2 separate regions of the Mus musculus genome follow, and region 2 is linked to region 1. Evidence: chromatin contacts called from public promoter capture Hi-C data. All regions are on one chromosome and are shown on one strand. The core of a region is the stretch at or near the end of the contact, and the rest is flanking DNA. Distances in the headings are between cores, read along the strand shown. Region 1 holds the start of Ascc3 (activating signal cointegrator 1 complex subunit 3). Region 2 holds the start of Cep85l (centrosomal protein 85-like).

Region 1 (6,903 bases), core at 109-2,608:
TGAATGAATTAATGAATGAACCAAGTTTTTTAGAAAAAATTATTCAACAAGGATCAAGAAAACTAAGTCTTGCAAAATTAATTCACTCATGTAAATAACACTAAGCTACACTTAACTGACATCTCTATGAATATTTTAATGCAACACAGTATTATCTTTGTGGATGGCTTACTTATGCAGTGGGTTTCATAGAATAAAGTAATCCTTTTTTTTTTTTAGGTTTTTTTTTTTTTTTTTTTTTGAGGCAGTGTAGCCCTGGCTGTCCTAGACCAGGCTGGCCTCGAACTCAGAAATCCGCCTGCCTCTGCCTCCCAAGTGCTGGGATTAAAGGCGTGCGCCATCACGCCCGGCGCAACACCAGTATTATAATCGTCATGACGTGAAAAACTAAATACAAAACATGAGCTAGAGCACGTCCAGCCTAGACTCAGAAGCGGAATTTGAGAACAATCAAACTCAGAAAACAAACGTTTCAGCTTATGAATCTGAAAAGGGGGTAGATATAGTTGACTGTTCTAATTTTTATCCAGGAACAACAACAACAACAACAACAACAACAACAACAAAAACCACACCACAGGTAGCAATTAGACTGCACTTGTGATGCATATCAAACTCAGTAGACTGAACTTCTTTCTTTTAAAGGTAAAGGAAATTACAGCATCCTACCAAGAACCACTTCATCTACCCCCTTAGCATAGACACTTCTTTATTTAAAAAAAAAAAAAAATACATTCTAGAGTCCTCCGATTGTTAAATTCACCCACTGCCCTGAACTCCAGGACCCAAAGCACTCGCTCCTCTGTGTTGTGGGGGAAACCCAACCCAACAGATGTAGGCGAAGAACGACGTTGCTAGGAATGTGTAATATAAATAAGGGGAGAGGGAGGAGAAAAACAGGTTAAGCCTAGAACAGAAAATTTTTCATCTTGTGGCCATTCTGTCCTTACACGTGGGCAATCGCGCTGGAGTTTTCACCCCAACCCCCACCTACAAACTTAGGTGAGCCGGGACGCCCAGCCGAGGGATGACAGCTCGGTCCACCCGCGCTCTTCCGGACTCTGAGACCAGCCCCGCCCCGCCGCACACTCGGGCTCCGCCACCCGCGCCCTCCCTCTCCCTAGCTCACCTCAGCCCCGCCGCCACGCGCGCCTCCGGCCTCCTGGAGGTTTGCTTCCTCTTCTCACTCCGGCGGAGCGGAGCGGAGGGCTGCGCCCCGACCTCCTCCGCAGCACACGCGGGCCGGCGGGGGTCGCTCGCTGTCACGCCTTAGCGCGCGAGGGCTGCCCAGCTGGCACTGACCCACAAACCCACACACCCGCGCCGAGCGACGGAGGGGCGGGGCGGGCGCCGGCCATACGTCACCGACCGCGACGCCAACGTCGCCACGTCAGCACCCGGCCGCCCTCGGCCCCGCCCATGCGGGGGTTGGCGTCGGGTGGCGTACACGCTAGCAAGTTTCAGCTCAGTTTTAGTGGTCCGACTCTTGGTTCCCTCCGGCCGACTCCCTAATCCCCGCTTGGTTCTGATAATGGCACCGAGTAATTAATTCCTATTGAAGGCAGAAACCAGTGAGTCACAGTCCCGTGGTTACTAGATGGTTCCGCCCACCTGCTCTAGGCTCAAGTTTCGATTTCCCTGAGTTTCATTATTCTCCACTTTGTACTTCTGAAGTTGTTTCTGACCTTCGAAACAAAACATCTGACGATAGCCTGGTGCGACTGGCAAATTTAGAAAAGCTAGCCTAAAAAAACTGCATTGTTGTTAAGTTTGAACTGATGAGCGAGGATACAGATGTGGTATGCATTGTCATCCTACCCTTTCAGCCCATTCTTCCCGAGACAGTTGTCCTAAAACTCACCAGAACCCTGTTTTATAGAAGCAGCATTGGTTGAATAATAAACATAACTTGCCAAACCCACTGGAAGTTCTGTATACCAGACTGAGGTAAGAAGACCTCAATAGCGATAGAAGCATTTCAGAAATTAAAATGAGATAACGCAGATGAAAAGAATCATGAAGTATTAATGAAACTTGGTAAGATTCACTAAGAGGAAAAGTTACTGGACTGTCAGCAATATGAAAGACCCATCTGGTGATAAAGGTTTGTCTGGTATGACCTGAACTTTATGAGGAAAACAAACAAAAACCCTTCACATTCTGAGAGTCCCTTCTAATACAATCCAAGGAACTAAATGCACTGTAGAAGCAATATATGACCATCACAGTCTCTACATTTCTCTAAGTTCCCAGTCTCTACATTTTCTAAGTAGATGCTGAATGCTTACATAATAGGGATTTGGGGGGAGGGAGACGCATTTTAGGAGAATTACTGGCTGGTTTTGCTAAAAGTTAGTCCAGTCGCATGTAGCCTTTCAAGCGTTTACAGTCTAACTCATTTTATCACCAAACTACAACTGGTGATCCCAAAGACTCTTGGTCTCACTAGAGAAAGAATTCTAGGAGAGATACAGAAGAGACTTAAGCAAAAGCAAATTCATTATAGTAAAAAAGCAGAGGCAGATATTCCCAAGTGGGAAGGCCACCTGAGAATCCAAGCAGAGGTGATGTGAGTGGCATAGAAATATTTTGCTAATCTGAGATACATAATTGTGGAATTTTCAGAAACAGAGAGAGCATTTCCATGAAGCAGGCAGGGAAGGAAGAGGGGTTTGATCAAACATAGAATTATAGTACCAAGATTGCAATTTTGGAACAGCATGTATGTTAAAAACCGCAACTATAAATAAGATGCTAATTAATTTCCAGCTGAACTTTTGGGTCTCAGAGTCTCTGCAGCATGCAGATATTACTTGTATAGAGTACAACTGAAAGTAATATCATCCTGGCACTCAATCGAGCTAGATGAAGCCATCACTGTTGGGTTAGATTTATGTTTTATTTTTCACTCTCTCCTCTACCAGTAAATGAGACAAGATAAATAAGTAAAAAAGAAAAATGAAAGGAGTCTACATAGATAGTTTAGATTATACCCAACAGAGTTCCAGAGGATCAAAAAGATGAAAATTGAAAATGTACTACCTGACTCTCCTGTGCTATGCTCAAGCCACTAGCCAGATTTGGCTCTACAAAATAGAAATCTGACTTATTGGAATTAAGGTTTTCAAAATATATGCCATATTTTGAAAACTTAACGGGAAGGTGATTGTAAGCTATCAACTTTTTATTTATTTTAGATAAGCCTTTGTACATTGAGCCAAATGAAATGTAATTATTTCAGCCCTTACTTTTAAAATGTATATCTATAAACTTTAAAATGGTGCAGGTGACTTAAATTATACTTCTACATAGTACCAGAGTGGAAGGAAATAACTTCACTAGTTTCTTAAGAAATACCTTTGAACTCCTTTATTTTCTCAGGGATGTTTTTCAAATGTTTACTAAAAGACAATCTACTAAAGATGGCTCCTAGTTTGGAGAAAGAAGAATGTCTAGAAAGTTTTTTAACAAAGCTAAAAGCAAATGCAATCTGATAAATAGCAACCCTCCTGCCTATACTGAGAGGTTATTTCAGTATTTTTGTTATTTTCCATTTATCTTTGTGTGTTTGTGATATGTATGTGTGGGCACATTTGTGTGTGTGTGTGTGTGTGTGTGTGCGCGCGTAAGTCTTGTTGATACCTGAAACATTTTCTTCAGGACCTTTAAGTCTTTTCTTATGAAAGGAGCTGATAAAACTATGGGAAAATGTTTAGATACATTAGTCCAGCCACTAATCTTCAAACAGTAATATTTGTGCTTACATGAAGGCTAAGCAAAGTCTGTTAAACTTTTAAGCTTCTTCCTTGTACATCTTGCTACTTTCACAATGACAGCCAGGTTTTTATGACTTAATCCTTGATATACCTCAAGAGAAAGGTAAGATGTAACTGTAGTCTCCCAGGCTTACTGCCTCAGTTTGCTAACCTAGGCCTAGTCCTGGAAGCTTCTATTCTCTGTACAATCTAATCTAGGCCTAGAATGTTTTCAGCCTCTGAGACTTACTACTGAATAAATGCTCACCCTTTCTAGTTCTTTCTGAATACTGGCTGGCTGATTCAATTCAACTATTCTGGCTCAAACTCCTCTCCACGCTGACTGATTCAATTTAGTTTCCAGCCTGGCACTCAATCCATCAAGATGAAGCTGGGTTTCTCACTGAATTGCTCTGCTTGGCATCAAACTCACTCTAGCAATCTGTTCTAATCTTCTGGCTCGTTCTCATTCTCTGCCTCTGTTTTCACCTGTGTCTCACTTGTTCTCTCTATAACCTGTGTCTGTAAAATGTCCAGGTAAGACTGCCTCTGCACTCCACCAAATGCACTGCCACAAACTCAACTCCACTGCACTGACTCTCAACTGACTCCCAGATCACTGAATCAACTGAACTAACTGACTAGAACTCAGAGATCTGCATACTTCTGTCTCCTGAGTGTTAGGATTAAGGGTGTGTACCACCATGCCTAGACATAAGCTTTTCTTTACCTGAAACTTGCTCTACATTAGGTTGGACATGAAGTCAGACATCTGCTTGCCTCTGTCTCCAGGGATTGAAGGAGTGATGTATTCCAACTGGTTCACACAGACCTAGAAGGTCTTTGGATGTGATCCCCAAGCCAGAGCAACCATGTATCTGGATTAAAACTCCTCTACACCATCATTTCTTAAATCCAATTACAAGGCTGAGAAGAGAACAGAGCCACTGGAGTGAAAATTTGCCAAAGACTGAAAATTCATGAAAGTGGCTCTGAATTACTAATGGTAAAGCTTGAACATTGGGCTCAGGGGAAAGTACAGGTAAGCAGAGAATTTCAAAGATATAGAGTTACCTCTATGAATAATATGCCCTGCCATTCAGAAATTCACCATAACTCTTGGTGCCCAGAGTTTCTGGAGGGAATTCATCATATATACCTGATTGACATATTAGTGTAATACATCATGAGTTTGTACACTTAAAAATTCTAAATGGTTATGAAGAAGTTGATTTATTTGATAGGAGATTGACATTTCAAAGGAGTCATGGTGTTGCTTTGAGCTAGTAAATTTTCCAACACTGTAAAAACTAGAAAAACAATTTAAAAGGAAGAAAGGATTGTTTTGAATCCCAGTTTCAAATGATCTAGTTAAAGTTTGGCTGTGTCCATCAGTTTGGTGTTTTGATTATTATATGACAGAAGGAATTTCTTTTCTGGTCCAGTCAATTTGGAGTTCTGTAGGCTTCCTGTATGTTCATGGGCATCTCTTTCTTTAGGTTAGGGAAGTTTTCTTCCATAATTTTGTTGAAGATATTTACTGGCCCATTGAGTTGAGAATCTTTGCTCTCTTCTATACCTATTATCCTTAGGTTTGGTCTTCTCATTGTGTCCTGGATTTCCTGGAAGTTTTGGGTTAGGAGATTTTTGCTTTTTGCATTTTCTTTGACTGTTGTGTCAATGTTTTTTATGGTATCTCATGCATCTGAAATTCTCTCTTCTATCTTTTGTATTCTGTTGGTGATGCTTACATCTATGACTCCTGATTTCTTTCCTAGGTTTTCTATCTCCAGGGTTGACCCCCTTTGTGATTTCTTTATTGTTTATACTTCCATTTTTAGATCCTGGATGGATTTATTCAATTCCTTCACCTGTTTGGTTGTGTTTTCCTGCAATTCTTTAAGGGATTTTTGTGTTTCCTTTTTAAGGGCTTCTAGCTGTTTACCTGTGTTCTCCTGTATTTCTTTAAGGTAGTTATTTATGTCCTTCTTAAACTCTCCTACCACCATCATAAGAAGTGATCTTAGAACTGAATCTTGCTTTTCCAGTGTGATTGTGTTTCCAGGACTTGCTATGGTGGGAAAACTGGGTTCTGATGATGCCAAGTAACCTTGGTTTCTATTGCTTATGTTCTTTCACTTGACTCCTGCCATCTGATTTTCTCTAGTGCTACCTGCTCTTGCTATATCTGACTGGAGACTGTCCTTCCTGTGATTCTGGTTATGCCAGAACTCCTCAGAGTGCAGGTATCTCTGTGATCCTATGATTCTGGGACCCTCTGATCCTGATATCCTGGGTGTCTCAGAGCTCCTGGGAGTCAAGCTACCTTTGAGACCCTGAGATTCTGGTGTGACCAAGCTCCTGGAATCCTGGGATCCTGTGGTCCTGGGCCCGTTATAGCACCTGGGAGTGGAGCATTTTCTGGGTGTTGTGGGACTGGCTGTGGAGTTCACGCCCAAGGTCTGCTTAGGACACCTGCTCAGACTGAAAGAACCTGTGCCACTGGTCTGGTGGAGTTCCTGGGTGCCTGGGTCCTACTGGTCCCAGTTACTCGTGGTGTTGTGTCCTCCTCACCTCTGATCTTATGATCCTCCACTTTTCAAATAGTTATTGATGCTTATAATCCAGCACTCTTGAGGCACAGGCAGGAAGATCATGAGTTCTAGGTCACCCTGGAGTCACATAATATCAAAAGGCATAATAAAAAAGACCCTGTTTTAAACCAAAGGAGTAGGCATGTAACTCAATGGTAGAGTGCTTGCCCAATATACATAAGAACATTGGTTCAATCTCCAGTACCACAGAAAAGTATAGTTATAATAGAAAATAAAATTTGTATTTTCAAGGAAACAGACTACATAGAAATACCTTATCTCAAAACAATGGAGGGTGTTTCCATAGCAGACTATAAGTCGAAATGACAGTGAATAAAAATATGTCAAACTAAGTAATGACAATTCATTAGTTTTGCATGTTAGGCTATACAAGTACCAAATGCCCTGGAAATAGTGAAACTATCTAGGAGCTTTAAGGTTGTCTATAAGTTTGAAATTTCTTTACATAAGAATGTTGAGGAGACATCCTTTTACTACTACTTTACAACAAATTAAAAAAAAAAAAAGAGTTAATGACTGACTAGCTAAGCATA
Region 2 (6,293 bases), core at 475-2,974, 2.8 Mb before region 1:
CCTCCTTCTTTCCTTTATTTTTCCTCTTCTTTCCTAGACAAGGCTTCATTATGTAGTTCAGGCTAGCCTTAAACTCTTCATGTTGTAATCCAGGTTTCAATTGGATTCCTGGTTTATTGGTTTCCATCAAGTGCTGGGATTGCAGGTATGTACTACTATGCTGTGCAAACATTTAATCATTTATATGAAAGTAAAGAATTGCATCTATCTCATTAGCATACAGAGTGTTTTCATCTTTAATGAATGGTAAATTTGTATATGTAATAAATAATTTATTAAAATAAATTTATAATATAAGCAAACATTTGCCTTGAACACCATTTTATTTATCTAGTCATCCAGTGTTGTATAAAAGTTTCTTGGACAAAAGGGGTTATGAGGTTGTGAGTTTTAAATGTTTAAGAATCTCTAAGCGACCGGAACCTTTCTTTCCTTCTTACTCCCTCCCTCCCTTTCTTTCTTTCTTCCTTCCTTCCTTCCTTCCTTCCTTCCTTCCTTCCTTCCTTCCTTCCTCTCTCTCTCTCTCTCTCTCTCTTTCTTTCTTTCTTTCTTTCTTTCTTTCTTTCTTTCTTTCTTTCTTTCTTTCTTTCTCCTTTTTCTTTCTTTCTAGAAAGCACAGAGGAGGCTAAAGCAGGAGAACCAGGAGTTTGAGGGCAGCCTGGGTTACACATCAAGTTTCCAGCGAATTTGGGCTTTTTGTTAAACTACAAATTATGAAAAGATGTATTTGTAGATATAGTATTTTTACTTTCGATATTTTTCTTTGTGGAACTGTTAATGTTTTTTTCCCCATCCTTTTCAACTGTCAATAAATAATTAGATACATTTTAGATCAGATAAAGAGCCATCTCGTTATATTTTCATATTTCTGTCACCTTCTAGCATCAGAATCATTTGACGGTTGACCAACATCTGAAGATTTGGAGAAATATCTGCAGATCTACAGGAAGGAGACTAGATGTATAACCACGGTTTGGTACATTTCAGCAAATGTGGTGAGTTATAGCACACATTTTTAAATGTAAGCCTCACAAGCTTTAAGTAGTATTTTACTTGAGGATACATCAATATTAAGCTTTTGTTAGCAGTTTCCACATTAGGAAAAACATCACTGGACTCAAAGCCTAAGGAACTTATCGTCTGGGTTACTTCTGATTGGCATGCTGAGACTGCCTCCTTGTACAGTGGTTGACAGTGTTTAGTTTGTATCTAAATATTCAAATGATTATATTGCCAACAAGAGTAATTGCAAGAGGATGCTGTATTCCTTTGTCTTTTCTCAGGATGTCTGTTCCTAGGAAGGGTGGGAAATAAAGTGGAGCAGATGTGGGAGGCAGGGATGTCCTCTTTTCTATTCCCACCGTGATCCATAACCGGTGCTTGTGGAACGCATGACAACAATTTTAATTCTGATCTCCATTCTGAGTCAGATGGCTAGCCCCACAGCCCCTTGAAGCGGTTGCAGGGACAACTCGCACCTTTTATAACAACTGTGCCCCTAGAAAGCACGTATAGGAAGACAGGGTTTGGGATTAAATTATGGACCCTCTCTCAGCTTGAAGGTAACAGGATGGAGAAGTAGGGAGCGGCTTCAGGATGATCACCCGCATGCTGTTAGCAATAGGTTTTTGGTTCGCCAAGAGTCCCAGGCCCCGCCTTGAGGCCCCGCCCTCTGGGCCCCGCCCCCAGCCCCATCCAGGCCCCGCCTGTCCTGGCCCGGCCCGCTGCCTAAGGTTCTGCCGGGCGGAGGGGGCTGAGAGAAGCCGCAGCTGCAGATTCGCTTTGAGCCCCGGAGCCTGCGATCGCGCCGCCGTCACCGGGGAGCTACTAGCTTCCCCGGCCCGGGCCTCAGCGCAGCCGGCTGGGCCATGGCAGCCGCCGCGCTCCGGGGCCGTCGCTGAACAGCCGTTAAGCCCCCCGCCCGGGTCCGGTCCGCGCTGCCGAGGCCCAGGCTCCGCTCAAGTTTCCGCCCAGAAGCCGAGGCGACCGCGGGCCCCGAGCTCCAGGCTCGCCCGCTCGCCCGCTATGTGGGGCCGTTTCCTGGCCCCGGAGGCTGGCGGCCGGGACAGCCCCAGCGGGGCCCGCAGCTTCCCTGCGGGTAAGGAGGACTGCGGGCGGGTGGGGTGACGGCCGCCAGGGCTTCTCCGGAGTCCGCGCCCTAAGGCCTGCGACCCCCGCGGGGTGACAACTCGGCTCTTCTGGGCCGCTCGGCCGGGCTTTGTTGTCCCTCGTGTGGTGTGCGTGGCTGCCCCACGCGGGACGCGGGCGGGAAGGTCGCTGCAGTGTCGCCCGCAGCCACTGCTCCAGAGAAGCTGCTGAGGACTTGGTCGCCGATTGAGACCCCCGAGGGGGCGGCAGCTCTTAGAAAGCAGGTCGCATGGCTGCCAGGGCTCTCCTGGGTCCCATCAGAGCCCAGCCGCCTTCGAAACGGGGCTCAGGGAAACTGGGGGGTTGCAGCTTTGCGGTGGTGGTTGTAGGGACTGTTAGAATCAGACAACCATTTCATGCCTGCATCACCCAGAAGTTGTGTAGGAGCCACTGAATTATAAATCTTCCCCTAACGTGGAATAGAACAAGAAGAGTTGGCTTGACCATGACAAGTTATCTAATGATGACAGTCTAAAGGGCTCTTTAATCTGAACTGAATCATGAACCCCTTTGAAAAGCTGAAAGATACATAAATTTTTTTCCTTCTCCCCCCCACCCCCCAAGAGAAAAGGGCTACTTATTTGTACGCAGAATTTCTCCTAAAAATTTAGGTATTTTGGGGACCCATGGGTGGTAACCCTGTTCTACAAAGTGTTAGAACTTGACTTGTGTAACTTAGAGGCAGTTGTGTACCTTTTGCAAAACTGTTCGAAAAGAAGCATTTTGTAGGAGTCCTTTTGTGGTATTCTCTGCCTTTTTGAAGATACCATGCAGGCACATTGCTACTGAAATTTTGAACAATGAAATTCTGTGACAGTTTAAATTCTAAACTATCAGTAGTTCTCAACCTCCCTAATGCTGCGAACTTTAAAAGTTCCTCATGTTGTGATGTCCCCAAACCATAAAATTATTTTCATTGCCACTTCATAACTGTAATGTTTGCTATTGTTATGAATTGTAATGGACGTAGTTGAAATGTGACTCTCATGAGGTCATTTGACGTCAAGGGGTCGCGCGACCCAGAGGTTGAAAACCATTGGTTTAGAACTGTAATGTCTGTATGTCTGTCTCTATGTGTGTGTGTATATAATGTATATAATGTATATATATATGTATGTATATATGTCTCTTACACCTTATTCTTTTATACCCTCCCATAATAGTTTTAGAATAGAGATTAGAATAGCTGTGAATTTAGTAACAATATATGCAGGGAATTACTTTCTAAAATATTTACTGGTTGCCTTCAAGAGTAGACAGACATTTAGAGGTTTCTGATGCTTACCCAGTTGTTGTGGGGCCTGGCCTGGAAGTGGCTTTAGTGATGGAGAAGGTACTCATCCCTGGGGGCCAAAGAGAGTGATTTCCAGCTATCCATATATGTCAAAACCCATCTGTGATGTCTTTGTAACCTAACCTCTAAAATCTTACTCTTGGTAATGGCCCTTGTTGGAAGTACATCCCAGAAGCATTGTATCCAGTTTTCCATTGTTTTCTAAGAGAACATTTCAGAGTTAGCAGCTAAATAATTAAAAGGCTTCGATGTTACACTGCAGTTTCTAGACATTGACTCTTCCTAGAATATAGAGGAAGAAAATAATGTTTAGATTTAAGGGATTCAGACAAGATAAATCTTTATAAAACTATGTGTTCTCAGCTGACAGTAGTAAGTCATAAATCACAATACTTCTTTCCAATGAAATAGTGAAAATTTTCATCTATACACTGAGTGTGGATTATTTGTATAGCAATGGTGATGTAATTATTTTCTCCTTGAGCTGATATAAATACTGAAATTATTTAAAATGAATTTTTATAAGATATTTAGATAAACAAGTGTGGTGTATCTAGCAAATGATCTGAGTGAAAGTCAGGATAACGTAAGGGCTGGTTCATGTGGAAAGCATCTTTTTCTTACAAATATGAAGAAAATGTGTCTTGGAAATACTGACCCTTTGGCTAATTCAAGCAATTTTAGGATCTATATGATGATAACAACAAACAAACAAACAAACAAACAAACAAACAGTCTTCTTTCCCACTCCCTCTTCTGAGTACCTTAGCATAGGCTGGCCTTTAACACAAAATTGCAATGTAGCCAAGACTGGCCTTGAGCTACTGATCCTGCCAAACACTCTTAAAGTGCTGGGGGGAATCACAGACTTGTGACATCTGCCAGCCCAGCCTCCTGATGGAGTGTATTAGCAATCTGTTTGGTTCTGAGACAGTAAATAATTTTCTGATATTAAGAAGCCTGTCTTTGTATGCACAAAGTTAATTCTGGGTGTTCTAAAACTGGTTTATGCAAATAGGTGATTGACTAAGGGGAAAAGCAAAGGTAAGAGAGGTCAGCTTTCTGCAGTGGAAAGGAAGTTGCTGCTGCAGTAACATTTAAGGATGTAACAAATGGGAACAGTATGTATACTTTAGAAACTACTAAGCAGTCCTCCCTCCCTCCCCTTCTTCCCTCCTCCCCTCCTTCCTTCCTTTCCTTCTTTCACTCATTCTTTCTTTCTTTTTAGCATTTAGCTGTGTTTTGTCTTTATCCAGTATTTCAGCTTTATGGCTAACCTTGTACTGAATAAAAGAAAAAAAAACAAAATGAATATTTTCTTACATTTCCATGCAAGGTCACATAAAGTCCTTCCCCTATACTTAAAATATAGCTAGATGGCTACTTTAAAATTGGATAAGTGGTGTTTTTTGACTTTACAAGTTATCTAGAGAATAACTTGTAAAAATGATTTTTTAAATAATTTTGACTTGAATGAATATATTTGTAATCACTGTTTTTCAGAATGTAAACTAGTATCAAAGTTAATTGAAAGATGGATATATTTTCCTTAGGCTTTTGAAATCTAGAATTAGACAGCGATATTTTGAGTACTTCTGCTTACAATAAATATGTTCCTTAAAATAGAACACACACATACACACAGTTTTACTTTGTTTGAGACAGGGTCTAAATATGTAGCCCCGGTTGGTCTCAAACTAACAGTAATCCTCCTGTTTCAGGCTTCCAAGTGCAGAGATTACAGGTATGAGTCACCATTCCTAGTTTTGCAAGACACATTTAAAAATTTAATATATCCAAGTCCTTAAAATATTTTGGAGTAGAATATTATATTTTTAAAACATGCTAAAAATGTTACAGTTAGCAAGTTACAAGCACAGTGTCGCTTGCTCATTGCTTTAAGCTTTGAATTTGCATCTTCAGAGTGAATACATCACTTATAAGCTGCTTCGTGATGTCATAATGATAGTGGTCATAGATTACAACAAGTGATGTTTTCTGCTATGGTTTGGAGTTAGATGCACCTCAGAGCACTCTGGTAACAATGAGTGGTAACAACCCTGCCAGCTAAACTCAAGTGGACATGTTCTTTCATAGCAGTCACTGGGCATGAGGGGTGCATTACAGCTTCTGTGACATGAACTTGATTAGTAATTGGAATTTAATCACTGCTTGGATTGGATGAAGCTGGCTTATTACTCTGAGGTCAGGAAATAAATGGTGAGTTGAGCTGATGACACCTATTGTAAATCTTTATGGATGTTGTGAACACAAAGGTTTTAGTTACAGTTTTTCTGTCTAGAAGAAATATGTGCACTGAGAAAATAATTAAGAAGTGCAGTATCTTTAGATACTATTTTACTGAATTATAGCTTAATCAGTTCCTATGAATTATGCATTAAATAAGAAGAATGTAATCACCCATGTAACATTTAAACCCCAACATATTAACTATTATTACTGATTGAAGGATTTTCATATTTTCTGCTTTAATCTTTAAAAATATTCAGAGGAGAACAATTTATTGTGGAAGGTCACTAATTAAGAATGGAAGTACTGGCCATAGTTCCATCTGTCTTTAATCTCAATGGAGTAGTAGAGGCAGTAGGATTGTAGCCCATTAAAAGCCAGTTAGGTTTACATAGTGACTACATTTTGAGATCCTGTCTCAAGAAATCGAAAACCAGACCAAACCAAAAATCCACACTCAAAAACCTCCTACAAACAACACAGAATAGGAAGGACTACCATAGCAACATCAAATTGCTTTTTATACTTATATTTTATTTTACCTATTTTTATTTGCAGTAGAATTGCTGTCTAGTATGGTGCTTTCCACATAGATATGTGG

The links. Promoter capture Hi-C pulls out the DNA fragments that hold promoters and counts their contacts.
Region 2: a contact with region 1 is called in a promoter capture Hi-C map of pre-B cells, with 13 times the contacts expected there. The contact joins the promoter of Cep85l here to the promoter of Ascc3 in region 1. A contact is called at or near these places in 2 of 39 promoter capture datasets (liver and pre-B cells).

The regions. Positions count from the first base shown.
Region 1 is chr10:50,587,124-50,594,026 of GRCm38.p6, reverse strand. Ascc3 (activating signal cointegrator 1 complex subunit 3) reads right to left here and starts at 1,358. Exons shown (of 42, transcript NM_198007.2): 1 at 1,130-1,358.
Region 2 is chr10:53,375,314-53,381,606 of GRCm38.p6, reverse strand. It overlaps Cep85l (centrosomal protein 85-like), which reads left to right and starts at 1,724. Exons shown (of 13, transcript NM_001204983.2): 1 at 1,724-2,098. The coding sequence starts at 2,026. It overlaps Gm46225 (a long non-coding RNA gene), which reads left to right. Exons shown (of 3, transcript XR_001779770.2): 2 at 38-145; 3 at 883-1,021.